Regions from separate parts of the Sus scrofa genome. Here regions 2 and 3 are each linked to region 1. A link is a contact called in public promoter capture Hi-C data. All regions are on one chromosome and are shown on one strand. The core of a region is the stretch at or near the end of the contact, and the rest is flanking DNA. Distances in the headings are between cores, read along the strand shown.

Region 1 (3,428 bases), core at 258-2,757:
TGCCATTACTGCTTTTATTTTGTAAAATCCACAGCATAGAGAGGTTAAGTTATTGGCCCAAGGTAACACAGCTTGTAAGTAGCAGAGCTGGCATTCAAACACGGAAGGATCTAGCTTCAGAGTTTGTTCTCTTAATTGTATCAAGAAGGAGGAAGCAGGGCCTCACCTAGAAAACAGAATATGAAAAAGGATTGGATTCAAAGCAACCCAGGCTGAGTGATTAAAAAATGTGGGATGGAAAAGCAAGACCAAAGAAAGGCCCAGAACATCAAGGAGAGAAGAGTGTTCAGGGCTAGAAGGCAACCTAATAAAATAGGCCAAAGTTTGGTTGGCCACCCCACCCTCAGTCCATACCCAACTCCTAGCCTGTCCCTTCAAGGCAGGACTCTCACAATTCTCCTGCTCTCTGTCCTCCCAAACCAAACCAAGGTATTTCTATGGTCTCAAAGTGTCTCCACACATTTTGCTTATTAATTACAAAGGGAAAAATAGGAACTTTACAGTGAGTAACTTGGCTGACTCCAACTTAACCAAGTGAGGATATGAACATAAAGAGAGTTCTTAGGGAAGGTTCTGGAAGGATATTTTGGGGAAAATGTAAGATAAGGGTTTTGTGGATGAAGAGAGAAGGGGAAGTCTGGAGGTTCAAGAGTCTGTGGGTGGCAGGGGAGAGTCTATCAGGGAAGATGGGCTGTCTCTGGGAGGGGTGGGGAAATCAGGAGTTGGAGAGGTTCTGAGTGAAAAGAGCAAGTTTCATGAGGGAGGGACTTGATGGGAACAGTTTGGGTGACAAAAGTGTCACAGCAGGGTCGGTATGAGAGGTCTGGTGGTGAAACTCTGGATGACGAAAGGGTAGAGAGCTTTGGGGTAGGGGGTCTCTAGGAGAGTCCTGGAAGAGTAGGCGAGGGGGCAAGGCTCTAGGACAGCAGCCTGTGGGCGGGGAGGCCCTGTGATGAGCGCTTTCTGCCAGACCAAGGATGGGTAGATTTGGAAGGGGATCCTGGAGGGGCGGGGTCAGGGGCGGGACCAGGCCGGCGGGCGGGTCCCCCCGCGCTGCAGGGGGCGCTGTGAGGCTGGGCGGCCCCGGGCCGGGCGTCGGCCGCTCCTAGTGAGCGCGGCCCCTTTTCCGGGTTTCCTCCTCCTCCTTCTTCGCCGCCGCTGCCGCTGCCCCTTTCCCGGCCGGCGGCTGCCGCTGCTGGTGCCGCCGACGCCGCCGCCGCCGCCTCGGGGCCGCGAGCCGAGCGGAGGCCGCCGCGGAGCGCGAGCGCCATCCGCCCCGCCGTCCCGCCGGCAGCTCCAGGGCCCGGCCGGCTTGGCCGGCGCCCCCCGCGCCCCCAGCCCGCCCGCCCCCGCGGGCCCGGCCTGGCGCGGCCGCCCGCCGCTGCGCTCCTCCTCCTCCTCCGGCGGCCCGCGGCCCGCCGCCTCCTCCGCCCGCCGCCCCGCGCCCCCCGTCGCGCCGCCGCCGCCGCCCTCGGCGCCCCGCGACGCCCCCCGGTCCCGCCCGCCATGCCGGGCCCGGCCGCGGGCAGCAGGGCCCGGGTCTACGCCGAGGTGAACAGCCTGAGGAGCCGCGAGTACTGGGACTATGAGTCTCACGTCCCGAGCTGGGGGTAAAGCCGCCGCCGCCCCCCGCCGGGCCCTCTCACTCCCACCCCCGCCCGGCCGTCCCCCCACCCCCCGCGCAAACCGCACTTGTCCCCCGCTGTCTATCTCCTCGCCTGCCCCTTTGCTGGGCCTGCGCTTCTCCGGTCTGGGGTGGGAGGTCCACTCCCCCCACCAGTGCCCTCGTCTTCCTCTCCTCCCTTCCGCTTCTCCCTCCCCGTTGTGCGTACCCCTTACCCCAGGGTATACTTCCTTACAAGTGTAGGGGTCCAGGGACCAGAGCCCGGTGGGAGTAAGGGAGCAGCCTTTCCTTTTACGCTTTGGGGTTTCTATTGGGGTGGGAAGTCAGCAGCTGTCCTCTTGAGCTATTAAAATTCTTTGCTTTTCTATTTTTTTGAAATGAGGATGGGTGGGAGGAAATTTTTTAAGGATGTCCAGATTCGCAAGGCAGGCGGTGTCTACCTTCTGGGTGTGCAATAGAAGGCAGGTGCTGGGCGGAGGGGCACCTCTGGGCCTCCGGGATGGATGCTTTGCTCACCTCTAGATTGAGTCAGACCCGTGCCTTCCACCTTATCTCCCCTAAGTTATGAGGGACCAATTAGGTTAGGAACTGCGTCTAGTGCGAGGAGCCAAGTTTATGTTGTGGCTTTCATTTAGGGAATGAGTTGTGGCATGATGTGTAGACACTTCCAAGTGCTTGATTAATGGAAGCGCCTGGATGGGGTGTGTAGTGGGCATAGGCTTGGTTAATCCTAAGTCCTGCCATTTATATTTGTCGCTCTTGGCTTTCACAGTAATCAAGATGATTACCAGCTGGTTCGAAAACTTGGTCGGGGAAAGTATAGTGAAGTATTTGAGGCCATTAACATCACCAACAACGAGAGAGTGGTTGTAAAAATTCTCAAGGTGAGTGTCTTATGAGCGGCGTTAAAGTTTCTTTTTCACAGGTCAGAAGGATATGAACTATTTCAGCCACATTCTCCAATGAGCAGTTTGAGCTCTCATTTTGCATCTGTTCTGTCTGATGTCCCTCTCCTACTCCTCCCACCTCATTTTCCTGTGAACTTTCAAGAAAATCTGCAGAAATAGGCAGACCTGTTTCAACTCTAAGTGTGATGGTTCAGGAACATGCTTGTTCTGAAATGTAATTAAAGGCTTCCAAAGTGAAACTTCCAAAGGGGCTCCATTTATTAGAAAATAAATAGGCATTCAGAAGCAAAAAGAGCCTTTTCATGAAGATCCTATCAACGCAAAGGCTCCTCAAGTACTGTATATGTTATTCCAGAAAGTTGTAAAAAAGTAGCTTCAAGGATGCATTTGAAACCTGAGTGGAGGGAACCACTCCTGTGGAAAAATGACTTGTTTTTTCCTTCTTGGTGTTAAAAGTTTCAGGTAAGATGGATATAGTGAGCCAGTAGTGCCAGGAAGATTCATTGTTGCTTATCAGCTAGTAAACGTGAAGTTGGGTTGTTTTGAATTAAAGCAAAACAACCTGTCTAGTTTATAGAACCCTGAATTTGTTAAAGATACCTTTTGTCATCTCTTGAAGGAAGGCTTGATCTTGATGAACATGAAGAGTTGGCTAAATTCTCTTCTGAGTAACTGGTTGTGTAGCTTTGATAATGTGTCAAAGGCATATAAAAAATAATTCTTAGACTCTTTTCAATGATCATTGCCTGATCATTTAATGTGCGTGCATGTCATTTAGTGAAATCACGAGAAGACCAAAGAGTTGATTAGTAGGAGCATATAAGCACTTTCACATATACAAGAGTTCCAATGTGGCCATTTTGGAGAGGCTCTGCGAACAAGAATGTAGGATTGAA
Region 2 (3,428 bases), core at 563-3,062, 390 kb before region 1:
TTAATACCCAGAAAGGGGGTCTGCATAGATACCTTTTCAGGGAAGCATACTAATGGCCAACAAGCACATGAAAAGATGCTAACATCATGAGTCATGGGGAAAATATAAATCAAAACCACAATAAGAATCACTTCACACCCACTAGGATGGCTATAATCAAAGATATATTAAGGGTTATCAAGGATATGGAGAAACTGGAACCCTCATACACTTCTGGTCAGAAGGTAAAATGGTACAACTACTTTGAAACAGTGGCACTTCCTCAAAAGGTTAAACCAGGTCGAGTTTCCACTTGACTCAGCAATTCTACCTCTGCAATTCTATGTATATACCCAAAATTGAACCCCCTGCTGACTCAGCAGGTTAAGGATCTGGTGATGTCACTGCCATGGATCTGATTACTGCTGTGACACAGGTTTGATCCCTGGCCCAGGAACTTCTGCGTGCTGGCATGCTGTGAGCAAAGCCTACACACACACACACACGCCCACACATACACACACACACACTGATGTACACAACAACTTGCATGAGTCTCTGGGCAATTATGCTTGTTGAAAATAGCCAATCTTAAGAGGTTACAACTGTAGAATTCCATTTATATAACATTTTTTGAAATGACAGACTTTTAGAAATGGAGAACAGATTAGTGGTTGCAGAGACTTACAGAAGGAAAGCCTTGCTGGAGGGAGGTGAGTGGTTATAAAAAGGCAGTAGGAGGGATCCTTGTGTTGGAAAGGTCTGGAATCCTGAATGTGGTGATTTATAAACCCTCCCCATGATTAAGCTGAATAGAAGTAAACACACACCAAAAAATGACTTCAAATAGAACTGAGGAAATTCGAATATGATCAGTGGATTGTGTCATCAATATCCTGGTTGTGATATGGTACTATGGTTTTGCAAAATGTCACCACTGAGGGAAACTGGGTAACCAATACGAGGCTCTCATCAGCAAGGACCTTTGATGCATGAAGAGGTAGGTGGAATGGAGAGCAGGTTCTCCTAACATAGATGAGGACATTGGAATGCTAGTGACTATGTGACAGCTTGCAAGTGGCACACAGTCACAAACAGAAGCCAGGGCTATGGACACCCATTCATTCAACCAATACTTAATTATATGAGTGACATCAGTGCCTCAGTGTTCAAGAATCTAGGCCCTGGGGTTAAGGCCATGAGCAACACTCAAACCAACCACAGCTCAAGGAGGTAAAAATGGCCCCTCACTGTCCTCAGTGAAAAAGTCCAGGGTCAGCAGTTCCCGTTGTGGCGCAGTGCTTAACGAATCCGACTAGGAACCATGAGGTTGCGGGTTCGGTCCCTGCCCTTGCTCAGTGGGTTAACGATCCGGCGTTGCCCCGTTAGCTGTGGTGTAGGTTGCAGACGCGGCTCGGATCCCGCATTGCTGTGGCTCTGGCATAGGCCGGTGGCTGCAGCTCCGACTGGACCCCTAGCCTGGGAACCTCCATATGCCGCGGGAGCGGCCCAAGAAATAGCAAAAAGACAAAAAAAAAAAAAAGTCCAGGGTCAGAGCTGTGGGTGCGAAGACAAGGGAAACAAAGGAGGATTAATGAGGCCAAAGATCTATGGCCCATGGCATCCAGACTGGCAAAATCATCAATTGCTCTTCCTAGGAGTAGGAAGGAGTGTGTGATTTGGCCAAGGGGCCAGGACTAAAAGTAACCGGATAAACACCGGCGGGCAGGCTGCCAGGCTGATTCGGAACAGTGCCATCCCCTCGGGCATAAGGAAGCTGGTGTCCAAGATTGACACCTGCAGAAAACTACAACTCCCAGCATGTCCCGCGGCCCACCCAAGGCCAGAGTCATGTGACCGCTGCTCACGTGTCGCTGCAGCCGGCCGGGCTTGAGGCACCGCAGGTAAGTGACAGGAGGTACAGGTTGGTGAAGGGTGGAAATATTAGGTCCCGGGGTCCCCAGGGCCCCCACTGAGGAAAAGCCCTGCCCACACCCTCAGGACTCCGCAGCCCGGTGTCCTCCGCCACACGCCCGCGCTTGGTCGGACTGGCCCCACCTAGTCTCCTTAATCACTCCTAGGCCGGATCAAGCCCCGAAGCCCCTCCCTAGTTTACCCGACAGCAACCCACTCGCCTCGGGCCTGTAGATCGTCCCTGCCCTGGGTGCGCGCTGACCCACTCCCAATGAGCCCACTCCTCATATTTCTGGGATCCAGTCCCAGGCTGGCCTGGCAACCTGCTCCAGTTGGGGTCTGAGGGGGCCTACCGCAATGGTTAAGCCCCTGGCCTGGGCACGTGGGCGTTAGGCTTCTGTCTCTGGCTCTGCGGTCTAGTCCCTGTGACATTAGTCTAGACTCTTTCCTTCCATGGGCATGTTCTGAGCTGCTGTTCCATTCTGTGAGTTAAAACGCCTCAGTTCCCCTCACTCCGCTCACCAGCACAGAAACAGCTCAGCCCCTTCTCACTGTTGACAGCAGATTTTCTGTGAAGTTTTAAGAAAGAAGACATCGGGGGCCGGAGAGAGAAGTAAGGAGACTCAGATCCCAAATCTTTGGGGAGAAGGAGGTGTAAAGAGCAGCTCTCCCTCCACCACAGCCAGACAGGTGGAAAGAGCAGGTAAGCTGGGTACGGTGGTGTGGGGGTAATATGCAGCGAAGGGGAGCTGAGAAATCTTGGGCTAATGTGGAGACCTCTGTGTCTTCGACATGAGCAGGAAGACATGGTCTCACAGCTTCAGTAAGCACTAACTTTGCAGAGCTCTCTGTGGGGCTACCCTGGAAGCTGGAAGCCCCAAACTGCGTCCACTACTCACTGGTTTTTTGCTGAGTTGCTGACTGGGTGGCAGGTTGCGTAAGAGGAAGCCCTGCGGCATCTGACTGGTCTTTCTGGACTTGGAGTCAAAGAGGAGACACTTCCCCTGGAGCTGTGTCCCTTGGTTGCATGCTTGGTGACAGATGTCTGAAAGCACCTAAACTCCCCCTTTCCCCTCTACTGAGTATGAGGCTCCAAACTTTGTTCAAGCAGTGGGACTCACTAGCCATTCTAAACCCATCAGTGTGCTGAGGGCACGGGAAGGGATGCTTCTGTGATGGGCAATGGTTAGGTCAGTCATGTGGGAGAAGAGTAAGAACTGCCCTGAATTTTTTTTTCATTAAAGCAAAAATAAAACCTTTTTGGAGTTCCCGTTGTGGCACAGTGGAAACGAATCCAACTAGTAACCATGAGGTTGTGGATTTGATCCCTGGCCTCGATCAATGGGTTAAGGATCTGGCATTGCTCTGAGCTGCAGTGTAGGTCGAAGACACAGCTTGGATCCTGTGATGCTGTGGCTGTGGCGTAGGCCGGCGGCTACAGCTCTGATAAGACCCTTAGCCTGGGAACCTCCATATGCCATGAATGCAGCCCTAAAAAGCAAAAAACAAAAAACAAACCAATAAAAAAAAACTTT
Region 3 (3,428 bases), core at 632-3,131, 360 kb before region 1:
GAGACTTTCAGTAAAGGTTGCTGAGAGAGTTGGCCTCCAGGGGAGTTTCCGTCGAGGCGCAGCAGAAATGAATCGGACTAGGAACCATGAGGTTGCGGATTTGATCCCTGGCCTCGCTCAGTGAGTTAAGGATCTGGAGTTGCTGTGGCTGTGGTGTAGGCTGGCGGCTACAGCTCCGATTCCACCCGGGCCTGGGAACCTCCATGGGCCGTGGGTGGGGCCCTAAAAAGCAAAAAAAAGAAAAAAAAAAAGAGTTGGAATCAACCAAGGAATCAACCAAGGAATGGGCAGGTGGCAAAAAATATTTAGGAAATTATGGTAAGTGAAATTAGCCAGTCACAAAAAGACAAAATCTGCATGAATCCACTTATGTGAGACATGTAAAGTAGTCAAAATCTTAGAAGGGTAGTTTTCAAGCACTGGAGGAAGGAAATGAGTTGTTTGATGGGTATAGAGTTTCAGTTTTGCAAGATGAAAAAGTTTTTCTAGAGATCTGCTGCACGACATGCATATAGTTAACAGTACTATATGGTAACTTAAAAATGGCTACGATGGTAAATTTTATGTTGTGTTTTTTGTTTGTTTTGTTTTGGCTGAGCCCATGGCATGTGGACGTTCCCAAGATGGGACCTGTGCTGCACTTGTGACCTGCCCCACAGCAACGATGGATCCTTAACCTGCTGCTCCACATCAGGAAGTTATATGTTATATGTTTTTACCACATCCTCCTCCCCCCACGTGTAAGTTCTTGGGGCAGGATTCCACAGCCAGAGAAGCAGAGCAGTGACAAGAGAGCCTTAACCCGCCTTACATAATTTTTTTTAAAGAGACATATGGCTAGCAAACAAGAAACTTAGTGTTGCCTCAGGACAGCAGAGATTAGGATCGTTTTTCTCCAAAAGGTAAAAGATCCAACACTTTCTTCCCAATCTTCCCACCCTTCTGGGAACAGATGACCTCCAAATCTTTAAAAAGATATGTTCCCATGCTTTTTATTCCCAGAGCAAAAGGCATAAATATTCTTTTTTATCCACCTCCAGGGAGTGAGCCAAAAAGAGGACCTGAGCCTGAGCTTCCCACCTCTTTCTAAGGAGTCCCTTCCTCAATAGGCAGAACGAGAAAGGAAAGTTCTCTCCAGTAAAGTTAGGCAGGCTAGGACCAAATGGGAGCCTGGAAGACTACGTTCTCCAGCATGCATTGCTGCCCCTAGAGCGCATTCAGTGACTGAAGAATACGCACTACTTTTGCGACAGGGATGGGGTTGGGTGAACTACAGATCCCAGGATGCAAGGGCTACCACTCCAGTAACAGCCTGGCTTGCTTTCTGGAGCTGGCGTTCCCCGCCAAAGGGATACGCGGTTTGGGGAATGTTTGAGATTGGGAAGCCCCGTGGTCTATCGGATTTGACACTTCGAAAGAGGAAGGAGAATACGGGAAGGCTGCTTTTCACTGTAACTCAAAGTTGTTCCCGGGCAGGATAACAAGGGTTTAAGGGCCCCCCCCTCCTTTATTTATGGTTTCTCATAGCCAATGTCAGACACCCATTGGTGGAGGACTTCGAGGGCAGGTGGGAAGTCCGAGCAGCCCTACATCGAAGTTATCTGTCTCTCCTTATTGGTCTTCAACTCGAGCGCAGGCGCGAGGGCTCCGATTCCGGTCCCTGGGGACTGGTGAGCGGCAATTGGCCAAAGCCCGCGAAGTAGGAGTCTGGATTGGTAGTTGCTAGCAGGATCCTGGTTTCTTCCTTGACTTCTGCAAGTGATAGAGTGTGATTGGTTTAAATCCGCGGGCACCCGTCGGTGATTGGGTGGAAGCCACAGGCGGAGTACGGCCATTGGCTGGTGCTGGGGCCATCCCTCCTCGGGCGGGCAGCGAATGATGAAATGGGAACGGGGAGGGGAAAGGCCGCGACGTGAGCGCGCGACCTCCGGCGCCATTTTGTAGAGAAACAAGCGGAGTTAACCGAAGAGAGGGTCGAGGAGAGCCGGAGTCGAGGACCCAGGAGTTTCCTGTGTCCAGCGCTGCCGGAGCCGCCCGAGGTGAGGTGGGCTGGGGTCAGGTGCTGAGGCCGGCTGACGGTGTCAGCTACGGAACGCGGGTGCCGGTGCGGGAAGGAACCGAGGTGGTCCCGGGGCCATTGGGAACGTTTCCCGGCGCTCCGCGGAGTGAGGGGCAGTCGGACGGGGAAGTGGCGAGGCGGGAGAGGGCGGACTCTCTCCTCTTCGCTCGCGAGTCTTCGGGCTCTGAAGAGAAGCGGCCGAAGTGAAGGCTCCACGAAGCGGAAGGCAGAGCGCGGGATGAGTCTCGGGATGGCCCCCGGCCCGGGCCTGGAAGCTCTGAGGGTGGCGGTGGCGGCATTTGGGGCGGCTGGGCCTCGCCTCGCGCGGGCTGCCCCCTTCGCAGACCCCACGAGCTCCTCAACTGCCGGATGAGTGCAGTGGGCATGGGCGTAGGAGGCCTAGCCCCGGGGGCGAGGGGAGCGTGTTCCGAGTAGTTGCAGACTCCCAGTTCCTGTTGTTGGACCCGGAGCTGCCAATCCTCCTCCCCCCGCCCCCAGCACGTTGTCAAACCCCGAGTGTTTTCGGGTGTCCGCCGGTGGGAGGGGCGGGCGGGAGCGAGGCACTTCCTTATTACTTCTTGCCACAGGTTTTGTTCCATTCGCGCGCCCGGGCGCTCTCACACTCGCTCCGAAGTCGGCCCCCATCCACCTGGCCCAGTGTCTGTGCTAAGTGGCGTTTCTGCTCACCCATGGAAAGTGTCCTCCTGGTGAGCAGAGCACATGGAGGCTTCAGTGCTGGGGAGAGATTTTCTGCGGATCTTGTAGGGGTTACATAAGGCCAAACGCACAGATACTCCGTTTCAGTAACCCCCACCCCTGCAGGTTTCACCCCACCGGGCTCCTACAGATGAGCATCCCCACTAGGACTGCGCTTTAATGCTTCCTCTCTGTGGGTTTGGAAATGTTGTGTTTAAAGTAAACTTTGAGAAGAAAACTTTTGCTCTGAAGTCACTCAAAGGCCCTAATTTTTAGGATTCTGAGAACGTCTTTTTGTTGGTGGTAACACAGTTTTCTTTCCTTATTTCTCTACGTTCTGTTGCCATGAGGTTAACAACTAATTGATTGAGTCTCACTGATTACTTTTTGGGGAAAAATTCTGAACATTTCCCTCATGACAGTCCATTTGATAGGAACAGGTTCACATGGATGAAAAAGTGGACAAATAAAAAACTGGGAAGTAGGTCAATCAGATCAGGAACAAACTTGTTTTTGTAGAGGTATTTGGGTTTAAAATGCCAAGAATGGTAGCATAGTATTTTAGCTGTTAATAAGATGAATGGTAACAGTTTAAATAATCCTGTTTCGCTGCAAGTTGTTACCTTGTCTAAGGAGAAAATGATCTGATGATACATAAAGTTTTAGGCATCTA

The links. Promoter capture Hi-C pulls out the DNA fragments that hold promoters and counts their contacts.
Region 2: a contact with region 1 is called in a promoter capture Hi-C map of liver, with 4 times the contacts expected there. The contact joins the promoter of SLC38A7 here to the promoter of CSNK2A2 in region 1. A contact is called at or near these places in 1 of 5 promoter capture datasets (liver) and 1 of 47 Hi-C or Micro-C datasets (embryonic fibroblasts).
Region 3: a promoter capture Hi-C map of liver shows a contact between it and region 1, with 4 times the contacts expected there. The contact joins the promoter of CNOT1 here to the promoter of CSNK2A2 in region 1. A contact is called at or near these places in 1 of 5 promoter capture datasets (liver) and 1 of 47 Hi-C or Micro-C datasets (embryonic fibroblasts).

What each region holds. Positions count from the first base shown.
Region 1 is chr6:20,014,803-20,018,230 of Sscrofa11.1, reverse strand. It overlaps CSNK2A2 (casein kinase II subunit alpha'), which reads left to right and starts at 1,507. Exons shown (of 12, transcript XM_021093948.1): 1 at 1,507-1,610; 2 at 2,397-2,508. The coding sequence starts at 1,507.
Region 2 is chr6:20,400,117-20,403,544 of Sscrofa11.1, reverse strand. It overlaps SLC38A7 (putative sodium-coupled neutral amino acid transporter 7), which reads left to right and starts at 1,812. Exons shown (of 13, transcript XM_021097090.1): 1 at 1,812-1,883; 2 at 2,471-2,596.
Region 3 is chr6:20,370,753-20,374,180 of Sscrofa11.1, reverse strand. It overlaps CNOT1 (CCR4-NOT transcription complex subunit 1), which reads left to right and starts at 1,881. Exons shown (of 49, transcript XM_021093957.1): 1 at 1,881-2,039.